2 separate regions of the Mus musculus genome follow, and region 2 is linked to region 1. Evidence: chromatin contacts called from public HiChIP or PLAC-seq data. All regions are on one chromosome and are shown on one strand. The core of a region is the stretch at or near the end of the contact, and the rest is flanking DNA. Distances in the headings are between cores, read along the strand shown. Region 1 holds the start of Ppp3ca (protein phosphatase 3, catalytic subunit, alpha isoform). Region 2 has its middle 32 kb from the start of Gm25080.

Region 1 (5,745 bases), core at 1,842-4,341:
CAAAATGTTGTCTGGAAGCTGTGTCAGGACTTTTAAACCAATGACATAAAATGTGAAGGGAAAAAAAAAAAAGCCCAAGAGAAGCCAAGCCACGGCAGCATGCCCATCTGAAACTCAGGAGTCATCAATATTTTTTTTTCTGTAAACAAAATCTTCCAGTAGAATCCCTATCCAAACAAGTGTGGGATTAGAGTACTGTTTCCTATTTTGAATCTACATTCCGCACATATATATCACTTCTGAAAAAAATACAGAAATCACAATTTTGGAGTTCTGGGTGTGCCTATGTACTACTGGAGGAAGTCATTTATAAAACTCGACACTGAAACATGAGGCCAAAGAACCATGGCATGGTTGGAGACTGGCTCTGCTTATTAACTGGTAAACATATCAAGCAATTAGTTTTACATAGCTTACTTGATGACAATAACAATCTAAATCCACACTTTAGAAATCCACGTTTGACATCTAAACAGGGAATGTGACAGGACTTTTTTTTCTACCAACACATAGTATCATCTTTGTAAACTATTACTTTGTTTAGGAAACAAAGTATCTTTGCATTGGAGCTATGCCTAAACGTCACACATTAAGGAGATACTTGCTGATCATTGCACAAGACAGCGGTGCATCTGAGGCTTTATCACCTTTTTTTTTTACAGAGCTTTTCCTATTCCATCTTTATTTTGACGGCTCTATGAATCCTACTTTTAAGTAGGAATGGTTCCAACATAACCAAAAGGAGAGAAAATATTTTATTCTCTCACAAAAGAAAACATAACACACACGCACGCACGCGCGCACGCACACACAGCACAGCACAACACAACTCAAAACTTTAAAATCTGAGCAAACGTAGGAGCGAGTATCCTTTCTAAAGCTCCAAAGAACATGGATCATGTCTTAGGGAGGGCGCTGGGTTACTTTCACCTAAGTGTTCCTGGAGCAAATGACTTGATTGCTTTGCACTCTAGCTAAGTGCTCTGCTGCATAAGATACTGTTTCTGATCACACACACACACACACACACACACACACACACACACACACACACACACACACACACACACCGCCCCCATCACTCCTTCCAGTTTCAGAGGCCCGCTCTGCACAGGCTAGTGCCCATCTCAGCTTTGCTCAGAACCCTGACCCCAAGAATAAGTGTCACTACTTAATCCTTTCGAATCTGCAGTTCCTCTTCCCCGTTCCACATTGGAATACAGTGAGGATGGTGGGGATAGAAAGGGCAACCACGTTGTCCCCTTCCTCACCCCACGAATCCCCCTGGCTTCTCCTAGCCAGCAACCCAGAGCCATCCCTGCCAGTTATACACATACAAATCACCCCTAGCAATAAAGACAACCAAATAGCCCGTAACCAAGGGGGTGCTAGGAGCTTGGGGGAAGGGAGCACGGTGAGCTTCCCACCCTAAAGGTGTGCACCAGCGGGGAACCCTTTAAGAGCAATGACAGGTCGGCGGCAGTCAGCCGTGGGTGGCAAGGGAGGTCGACAGAGGATCGCCACCGCTCGCGTCGCTCCAGGCCTGCGGGGAAATCCCGGGGCGGCAGCGGGGGCTCCGGTCGTCCCCCGCCTGGAGCTGCCCCCACGCGGCCCCGGTCCCCCCGCCCCCGCGGCGCGCGGCAGCCGGAGCTGGGCTCCCCCCACGCTCTCCCGCTCTCTCGCGAGTCCTGTGCAGGCCCTTCCCGCGGAGGGGGAGGGGGCGCCCAGGGAACTGCTGCAATGGAGCGCCTGGAGCAATGTGCCGGGGCGAGCCAGTCCGCGGCAAGCCATGGCCACATTAAAATGCCCTATTAATTTTTTAAAAGCCATAAATCACCTCCCCTCCCTCTACAAAGAGCAAACCATAAACCCGATCCCATGCAAGCCCGCGAGCAGCCACCCACTTCCTATTTCTGTCACAGCAGCTACACCCTGCCAGCAGTCACCCCCCCCCCCGGGCGCCCCCTCCCGCCACCGCCACCCCCGCCACCGCCTCCCAGCCACTCAGCCATTTGCCAACTGCTGCCCCCCGTCCACGAAAACAAACAAATAAATACATAAATAAAAATAAATGCCCCGATTAGGGCCGGGTGGGCGGTGTGGGGGCAGGGCGCGGCGAAGGAAGGGATCGCCTCTTGCAGGAGATCCTAGAAGGTCCCCGGCGCTAGCCGGAGAGGGACGACCGGGGCGGGGGAGGGGAGGACAGTCGCCTGCGGCACTCGGTGCACCCCGGGCCGACGCGGCGCTGCGCTTACCTTTCACCACCCTGTCGGTCGTCGACAACTTGGGATCAATCGCCTTGGGCTCGGACATCTCCAGCCACCGGGAGGGGGGGACAGCGACGCGCTGCTCGTCCCGTCCGACTGCACACCCCGACCGCACCGGCGGGCCAGACACTCAGCGCCGCCGCCGCCGCGCTGCAAACCGCTCGGCTGGAGCTCTGGGCTCTGGGCTGGCTCGAAAGTTACTGCCGGCTCCGCGCGTCCCTCCTCCGCCGCCGCCGCCTTCACTCCTCCTCCGCCGCCGCCAGCCCCGCCGCCTCGCTCCGGGCTGCGCGTGTGTGCTGGTTATTTATTTATTTTCTGAGCACGCCTCCCGGTTCTTCTTTTATTCTTGGGGACGGGGCGGGGGATGGGGAGGAGAAGCACACGCGAGCACCCACCCCGGCACCGACACCGGGCGCCGCGCAATGGAGCCCCCACGCGCGCACACGGTCGGGATTAAGACCGATCACATGGGGAGGGCCGGGGGCGAGGGAGGAGAGGCAGGGCCGCGGATGTCAGCGCCGCCAGCCGCGCCTCGGCTTCCCGGTGCTGGAGAGGCGGCTGCCGCTGCGGCCGCCGCTGCTTCCCCACGCCGATTGTCGCCGGGCGCCGCCGGGGCCGCGGCAGCCGTAGACGTCCCGCCGCCGCGCTCGTCCGCGATCCTCCTCTGCCTCGCGGCGCCGCTGCTTCTCCACGCACAGGCAACAGCCGCTGAGCTCGGTGGACACAGTCCGGGGCACAACCTCGCCTCCGCCGCCGCGCCGGCCGCCGCCACCACCGCGCCCGCCTCCGCCTCCTCCCCTTCCTCCTCACCGCCCCCGCCTCCAGCGCCCTGGCCACCTCCTCCTCGGGGTCCGCCTTAGGGCCCGCCCCACGTTGCACCTCGCAAGCTCATTGGCTGGAGAGCGCGTCCCTCATCGCTAAGGCGGTGGTCTGGGTGACCGCCCCGCCCCCTGCTCTGTTTTCTTCAGGGTGCCAGTCAGTCCCGTGGGCCTGCTGCCTCCACCGCCCTGTGACCGCTCAAGTGTCACTGGAGTGGGCAGGGAGGAGGGAGGCTGGACTGGGAGTAGGGGCCGGGAGGAGCTGGGCTGCTGCGTGCCCCCGCGCCTGCCCACTCCCGAAGTCCTGCACACACTCCCGGGTGGGTCTCGGCCGCTCCGAGTGTGTGAGTGGCCCGCAGTAGTGAGTTCGGAGACCGAGGAAGGAGGAGCGCCGGACGCTCCCGGCCGCGGCGCAGCTGCTGTCGCTGCCGCAGCTGTCCAGGGAGGATCGCCAAGGAAGGCGACGAGTAAACAGCTTACCTTGGGGAGGCAGCTCTGCCTGAGCTAGGTGGACGGGGATTACTGATGGTGGGGTGGTTAGGACGCGTGCACAACTTCACGGGAAGAAACGAAAGTGTGTTTGGGGCGCTGCGGGACGCGGTGGCTGGCTGGCTAGCTATCCAAGGTGGATGGGAACAGACTGGAGCCTATGCGACCCTGGCTGTGCTCAGTGACCCTGGATGCCCTAGGAGATAAGAGGAGTCAGAAAGACTCGGGAGAGGTCGCCTTTTCCCTGTTCACAGGAGCTAGCAGTCACTGGTGGCGATAGGTGACACTAAATTTCTTCCTGTTCCTTCCAGTCAGTCACTCAGTGATCAAGATGCATGTAGGGCCTTGGCTTGTTGCAGTTTCTCACAAGTCCCTCATAAGAAGGAAAATAAGGGACCGTGTATGAAATGCTCTTCAAAATATCTTCTGCCTCCTGAGTTCCAGGACAGCTAGAGCTATACCGAGAAACCCTGCCTCGAAAAAACAAACAAACAAACAAACAAAATATCTTCTGGGCACAGCCCTCCCCCTGGCCTACCACAACCCCAAGGACCAGCAAGGAAATTATGAAGAGAGCTGAATAAATTTCTCACCCTTGTCCTTCCTGTTTTATTTTCAAATTCCTTCAGTATCAGGGTTTTCGTATTTCCTGAATTGGACTGTAAGCTTAATAAAGGGCCTACAAAAAGGTGTGGGAAGCTGCTGGAGGCACACTCCATTAGTCCCAGCATCTGGGAGGCAGAGGCAGGAGGAGCTCTGTAAGTTCCAGGCCAGTCTGGTCTACAGACTGAGTCCCAGGACAGCCAGGACTGTCTTGGGAGGGGGCGGGGGGGGGAGTTTAGGAAGCTAGGAGATGGAGCCAGGAGAACTGATCTGGCCACAGGGATTAGATGAAACTCAAGTCCAAAAAAATACAAATTTAATAGCAAATTGGTGGCTCTGGGGCATGACAACTAGGTAGCCTCAAGGATTTTAGGACAGAGGATGTGAGAAGGCTAGCCTGCCAGTCAAAAGGAGAGATGGAGTGGATGGTCACATCCCATCCGCAAAGGGAGGCTGCCCTCGTGGCCAGATTTCTGCTGCTAAATTTGCCACCTCTAGGGTCCTTGCTTTCAATAAGATCTATATAGCCCAGTGGAATTTTCAGGGAACATGAAATTATCTACAAGAGGACTCTGTAATCTCCTCAGTTAGGGGTTGTTGCAAACAGCCTCCTGGGCTAGAGCAGAGCTAGTTGCCAAGGCAGATTTGGGAAGCTGGTCCCTGGCCAGATGGCTGGAAGAGAGGGAAGGACGCCAAGACCTGTGGGTGAGCAGGGCCTGCTTCAGGAAAGACCAGGAAACCTTATCTGGGGATCCTCACTTTGAAAGCCAAGACTCCCTCACCCCCACGCTGCTCACAGATGCAACTGTTATTTAGAGTAGCTCTCCCCTGGGCATAGGAAAGGCATCCTTGAGCTAGGATCAGGGGCTGAAATTATCAAACACATTGAAAAGTTTGATAATAGAAATAGGAACTAAAGGTAGACCTTTCAGAAACACCCTTCAGTCCATCCCAAGTCCACATAAGGTGTGTGTGGGGGGGGGGAGGGGGTGACAAATAGTAATCACTTTGCACAGCACATCTTTCTATCATCAAATACTTTTAGTGTGTGTGTGTGTGTGTGCGCGCGTGTGTTTCCCTAAGCACTGTAATGTAGATGCATATTAAGTAAAGTTGGATTCTTAAGTACTATACAGGACAATGCCAACCAAGGAATAGCTAGGTCCAGACACCCGGCCTAGTCAACCAGATAGCCAGTCATCCCTTCCAATGGCCAGCTCTCTGCTATAGCTGTCCCTTTCCTTTTCTCCTTAAATCCTGTTAGAGTTCCCAAACAGCTCTTGACTATATTCAAACTGACAAAGATTAGCTTACATTTGGAACTCACATTTTCACTGTGACAGGTTCAGTTTTCAGGAGCTGACTTTGGAAATGTCCTTTGCTTATGAAGAGAAAGTAAAGATTTTTTAAAAAGTCATAAAAGACAACATTTCATACACTACAAAAAATAATACACTTTTCCTTCCTTTGTTTAATTATCTCTAGGAAGCAGCTTTCCTGTTTGGAATTCCCTTTCACAGCCCAACCATAATGAGTCCATGCGATTAGTTCTTGGTATTGATAATCTG
Region 2 (5,745 bases), core at 1,896-4,395, 1.0 Mb before region 1:
CCAAGAAGTGGGAGTGGGTGGATAGGGGAGCAGGGCAGGGGGATGGTATAGGGAACCTTCGGGATAGTATTTAAAATGTATATAAAGAAAATATCTAATAAAAAAAGAATATAGTTCCCAATACAATGAATATTCAAAAATGCTAGGTGCTATTGTTATGACTATGGTTTATTTTTTATGTGGGATAAAGCATTTATTGCCAGAGCCACATTGAATGGCTTCATAGAAGCAAAAGCTTTGTGTAACCTAATGGCTTGGTGAGAAAGATTATGCACACCCAGCTCTGTTTGACATTTGTATGTAAAAATAGAAAGCTAGATTCTGTGTGTAACAGAAACAGTGACATTTGTCTTTCATTCTCTAGTACTCCTATTTGTTCCACAGTCTCTCTAGACTACCTAGTCACCATTCTAGTTCCATTCATAAACATATGTGCACACACAGAGACACAGACATGCACGTACGCACGGTTCGCATATGGAGAAAAGACATTCTGAGTCGGGCTTATTTCATTTAACATGAGGACATCGAGTTTCACGCATTTTCCTGCTCTCAGCTAAAGCCAGTTCTGCTGGATACCTACAGTACATGTCCTGTACATGTTCATTCACTGATGGGCATGTATGTTGGCTCTGTGTCTTGGCTATTGGGAATAGTGCAGAGTTATACGTGGCTGAGTATGTTTCTCTATGGTTTTCAGTTTACATACTTCTGCGTGTACACTCAGAGTAGTACATCTGGATCAATAGTTTTTTGTAGCTTAGAACAATCTGTATTGATTTCACAGAGACTGTGACTGTTCATGTTGCCGTTAGCAGTAGATAAAGTTTTCTCTTTCCCCACATCTTCCTCCAGATTTGTTGCCATTGGTTCTCTGCATGACCATCATGACTCAGGAGAGATGATGTTTTCATGTGTGTTTCCCTGATAGCTTAGGATAATGGGCACTCCTTTTGTTTGTTTGTTTGTTTGTTTGTTTGTTTGTTTCGAGACAGGGCTGTCCTGGAACTCACTTTGTAGACCAGGCTGTCCTTGAACTCAGAAATCCGCCTGCCTCTGCCTCCGGAGTGCTGGGATTAAAGGCGTGCGCCACCACACCCGGCTCCTGGGCACTCCTTTTTATGTTTGTTAATAATTTATTGTTGTTGTTCTTTCTTCTTTTTGTTATGCTGGCTATGAAACCAGGGCAATGTGCATGCTAGATACACACTCTCCCAACAGAAATACACCACAACCCTTTAGTTTTCTTCTTTGAGAATTGTTTCTTTAATAGTTGTTTATTTATTTTTTAGTTTTGGTATTTAATTTCTCCTTCTCCTCCTTCTCCTCCTTCTCCTCCTCCTCCTCCTTTTCCTCCTTCTCCTCCTCCTCCTTCTCCTCCTTCCTCTTTTTCTTCTTCCCCCTCCTCCTTTTTTGGGTTTGTTTCCTTTTTGAGAGAGTGTTTCATTGTGTAGCTCTGGCTGTCCTGGAACTAGCTCTGTAGACCAAGCTGTCCTCAAACCCATGGAGATCCACCTGCCTCTGCCTTCAAGTGATGGGATTAAGGGCGTGGGCCACAACTGCCTGGTTTTCTTGAGTTCCTTACAGATCCTAGATACTAATTTTCTGTCAAAGGTATAATTGGAAATATACTCTCCCCAGCACTATTTGTAGAAGAAGCTGTTTGATTTAATTATTTATTTTACAATGTACTCTCTGCACTTCTATGTTGTAAACATAGCATCACAGGTTTACTTCTGGGTCCTCTGTTCTATGACTTTGGCTGAGGTGTCTAGTTTTGTGTCATTACGGTGCTATTTTGTCACTATGGCTCTGAATTTCAGTTTGAAGTCAGGTGCTGTGTTTCCCTCAGCATTGTTCCTTTGACTTAAGATTGCTATGGCTATGTGGTGTCTTTTTTGCGTTCATACCTATTTTTGATTTCTTTTTTACTACTGTAAAAAATATTAAAGTTTTACTGAGGATTTCATTGAATATGTAGGCTGCTTTTGATAAAACTGCCACTTTTACAGAATTAAGTCTGCCAGCTTATGAGCAGGGAAGGTCTTCCTTTCAAAGTAAGACTCCAAAAGCACAGGGACGAATACTGAGGACTGACAAAGAAAACTGCATGAAATCATCAACTGAGAGAAAAGATCTCCCAATGGAAAGGAGGGAAATCCACAAGGGATTTGCATCTGGAGTCTGGTGATGCAAAGTCATGGCAGGGCTTTCATTTTCGTTTTGTAATTTTATTTTTTAAAACTAGGTGTTTAAAAAAAGTAATTGTGAAAGGGACCTCTCCTCCCAACTCCCCCCACCCCCCAAGAGGGAAAAGATGAGCTTTGACTTTGCTTTCTGTTACTTTGCTGACAGTGTTTGCCAGATCTATTTTTTTTTTAAACACAGAAATGTATCATCTGTAAATGGTGATAATTTGACTTTTCCCTTTCATTTGCATCCTCCTATTTTTCCTCTGGCTCTGACAGTCTGTGTTGAGTAGGGTGGATGAAATGGCCTCTCTTTTTCTTGTTCCTGCACTTAGATAAAGTGCAGTGCTAAACTGCTCTGCAGGACTAGGTCAGATTTAGTTTATACATTTATCAGCACTTTCAGTTGCATCCTGAATAGTCACGCACTATCAATACACTCAGTCACATGTTTCTTATTTGCTAGCTAGTATACGATCTGGTCCAAATCTGGACAGGCGTAAGTGAACAAAATAGGAAAAAAAAAACCCTACTATTTGAGTTTGTTCTGTCCAAGTTTGTTCTATCCAAGGAAAGTAACCACACTTAAAAAACAAGCAAATGTGCATATAAGACGATGCCAGCTACAACGAACAACAAAGCCAGGAGCCCAGAGTGTAATCAATGTCATTAGAGTGTGGCAGCCTCTCACCTTCCAGCTGTATGGTGATTAGACATGCCATTTAAAATTATTCCAGCTGTCCTCTTGATGAATTGTAAGCCTTGGCTTTTTGAAATAATGTTTCCGTGAGGGGATACCCAGACTTGCTGCAAAGGAATTTTCTGAAGGTCTTCATTAAAAATACAGATTCCTGGGTCCTTTCAAGATTCATTGAGGCCCGAGCATGCATGCCTCTAAGCAGGTTCCCTAGGCAACCGGATGGATACGCAGCCAGTATGGTAATCACTGCAGCTGAATGGGGGAACAAAAGGCTTTCTGCACAGGAACTCTCTTCACCGCTAGAACTTGCATACATCTGCTAGGAGCTGCGTACCTTACTTTGTGGCTTTTGTTGTTCATTCCCCAACCTTAGTCTCTTTGGGTCTCAAAAAATGAGACTGACTGTCCCGACCCCACCACTCACTAAAGCTTCTGTAGCTTTTCCAGGTTACTTTGAGGGTCAGAGTGAAGTGAAGTGGGGCTGTCTTGATGGGTAGCGGTTTAGAGTTGGATACCATGTGGTGTAATTTGTTCTCAGAACTCTGTGGTCAGGATATGAAGAGTTCACCTCAAGAGGGGCTCTTAAATCAGAGAATAATTCTTATTCATTGATGTATGTCATATGGCTGTATTGTCACAAATGTGTAGGGGTGAGCAGATGAGAATTGGAAAAACTGTCAAAATGGATGGGAGCTCATAATTTCTGACTGTTGTCCTTCAATTACTGTCCTGTCCTGTCCTGTATGCACTTAATAATAGAATTAATTACCTCCAAAATGGCTCATAACAGCAACCTTGGGAGTTATGTGGGGAAGTCATATTGCTCAAGGTTAAATGTCCTGGGAAGCACTTGATGGTCTTTTAGATTGATCTGATGTTATACCCTTTGTAAAGCCAAACTCAATACTGATAAATCACTCAAGGAGTTTAAAAAAAAAAAAACCAACCACTCAAATCCTCAGTCTATGAAGCCAGATGTTCTGAATTAATTGGTTTGAGGTGGGGTTTAGATATCCAATTTTTCAAAAAGCTTTCTACATAATGCCATATGTGGCTTGAGTGGAGAATTATTGTTTATTTATTTTATGAATTTACTGCCTTCATCTTTTCAGTGTTTTCAGATATGAGCAAACTCTATGTGGTTTCTCTTTTGTTTGTTTTGTTTCTTGAGACAGGCTCTCTCTGCATAGCTCAGAATGGTCTCAAATTGCCCCACATTCTGACATACTCAAGTTAGAGGTGTGCACTACCCAGGGCTGGCTCATGTGTTCATAGCTCCACCTGGTTTTCTTTTTGACATAGAACAGAGAATGCATTGGCTATACCTATGTACTACCTAGGTATTCAATGTTTTTTCACACCCATCAGAAGTTACCTTTAAGAACTAATTAAAAATAGAACAATAAAATCTCATGGGGGTTTTTAGTAAGGTAAAAAGAGTCATAAGCAAGAATGTGTAGTTAGTAACTTCTAGAAGCTGATCAATAACCCTGAGTAGAACCTGCAAATTATTGGGAGCTTCCTGGTGTTACTTTTATTCTATTCTAAGTAATAACGCCCACTATGTAAGCACTAAAGGCTGACAGATGTCGCAGCAGGTAAGGGACTTGTTGTCAAGCCTGGCACCCTGTGTTTGATCCCTAACACCCACACAGTGGAGGGAGAGAGTTGATTCCCACAAGTTACTTTCTGCCCTCTACCTATGCATCATGGTATGAGACCTTCCTGTCCTTAAAAAAAAAAGTTGAATGTGTAATCACCCTTCAGAAACAGAGGACCTCTGCTGATACCAAGATCCCTTATATCGAATGGGGCAGTGTTTGTTTAACATCTGGGCATATCTTTCCAGATTTTCAAACTGCCTAACACCCAATGCAGTGTACATGCTATACTGTATTTCTCAAGGAATAATGGCCCAAAATGTACACATGTGTTTAGCATACATACAACTTTTTCTCAAATAGTTTCAACTTGGAGTTGTTTGAACCTGGGGTACAGAATCTGTTCATAGGGAGGGTGGAAAGTATACACATGGATCCCTACCCACACTTTCAGATGACCATATTTTGGTAGAAGACACTGTGTTTTATGTCCCTATATCTTTTATGTATCTTACATTTCCTTAGAAAGCAAATTGTACGAGAATCAAGAAAGTGATTGATAATTACTTTCATTCTTTTCTAAGAAGGTGTGTGTGCTCGAGTGCTCGTGCACATACACATACCTGGACGTCAGAGGACAACCTGTGGGAGTCAGTTTTTTCCTCCAAGCATATGGGGTGTGAGGATCTAATTCAGGTTGTCAGGTTCAACAGCAGGCATTGTCACCTGCTGAGCCACCTCACTGTCCCCTTGGTAAATATTTTAAAAGGAAAGACTGAGTGAGCTACTGAACAATCCATTTTTGCATCTCATGTGACAGAACCTTGATTGTATTCCCCCAGGAATATAAATATCCCAGAGAATTGTGTTAAGATTTTTAAAGTACAAAAATACAAAGTAGACTTGGCCCCTATTTAAAACAAGCAAACTAAAAACTATTAGTGCTGCCTTGCCTTCCCCATGGGCAGTTGGGAGCCTTTGTCTTCTTTCTGCTTAGTATTCTGAATTCCACCCCTTTAACAGGTCCTCAAAGCATGGAACTACACTGGCTGTAGCGGGAGAGGTGATGGATGGAGAGTTCTCAGTCGTTTTCTGTACTAGTGGCTGAAACTTATGGCTCTCAGCACTTCCCAGTTGCAGGTGATGGATGGGTTTGTTTACTGCTTCCCCTTTTGGTCTGGAGGGAGATACTGAGTAGGGTGGCTGCCAGCATTCTGGAAGGTTTGGCTCAGTCCCAGAGTCTCTGCAGCCAGGC

The links. HiChIP or PLAC-seq counts read pairs in DNA pulled down with a chosen protein or histone mark.
Region 2: an H3K4me3 HiChIP or PLAC-seq map of neural progenitor cells shows a contact between it and region 1, with 17 times the contacts expected there. The contact joins the enhancer-like site here to the promoter of Ppp3ca in region 1. A contact is called at or near these places in 3 of 39 promoter capture datasets (the 3T3-L1 cell line and hippocampal neurons) and 5 of 115 datasets of contacts at active chromatin or transcription factors (astrocytes, embryonic forebrain, embryonic hindbrain and 2 more).

The regions. Positions count from the first base shown.
Region 1 is chr3:136,667,412-136,673,156 of GRCm38.p6, reverse strand. Ppp3ca (protein phosphatase 3, catalytic subunit, alpha isoform) reads right to left here and starts at 3,091. Exons shown (of 14, transcript NM_008913.5): 1 at 2,256-3,091. The coding sequence starts at 2,313.
Region 2 is chr3:137,681,056-137,686,800 of GRCm38.p6, reverse strand. No RefSeq gene overlaps it. Among named protein-coding and RNA genes, the nearest start is that of Gm25080, 32 kb to the left of the region's middle. Within about 2 kb of position 3,145, at least 79 of the 459 cell types and tissues checked have an H3K27ac peak or open chromatin away from gene starts, as enhancers often do. A contact at or near this core is called in embryonic forebrain, hippocampal neurons, neural progenitor cells and 1 more, where this site is marked.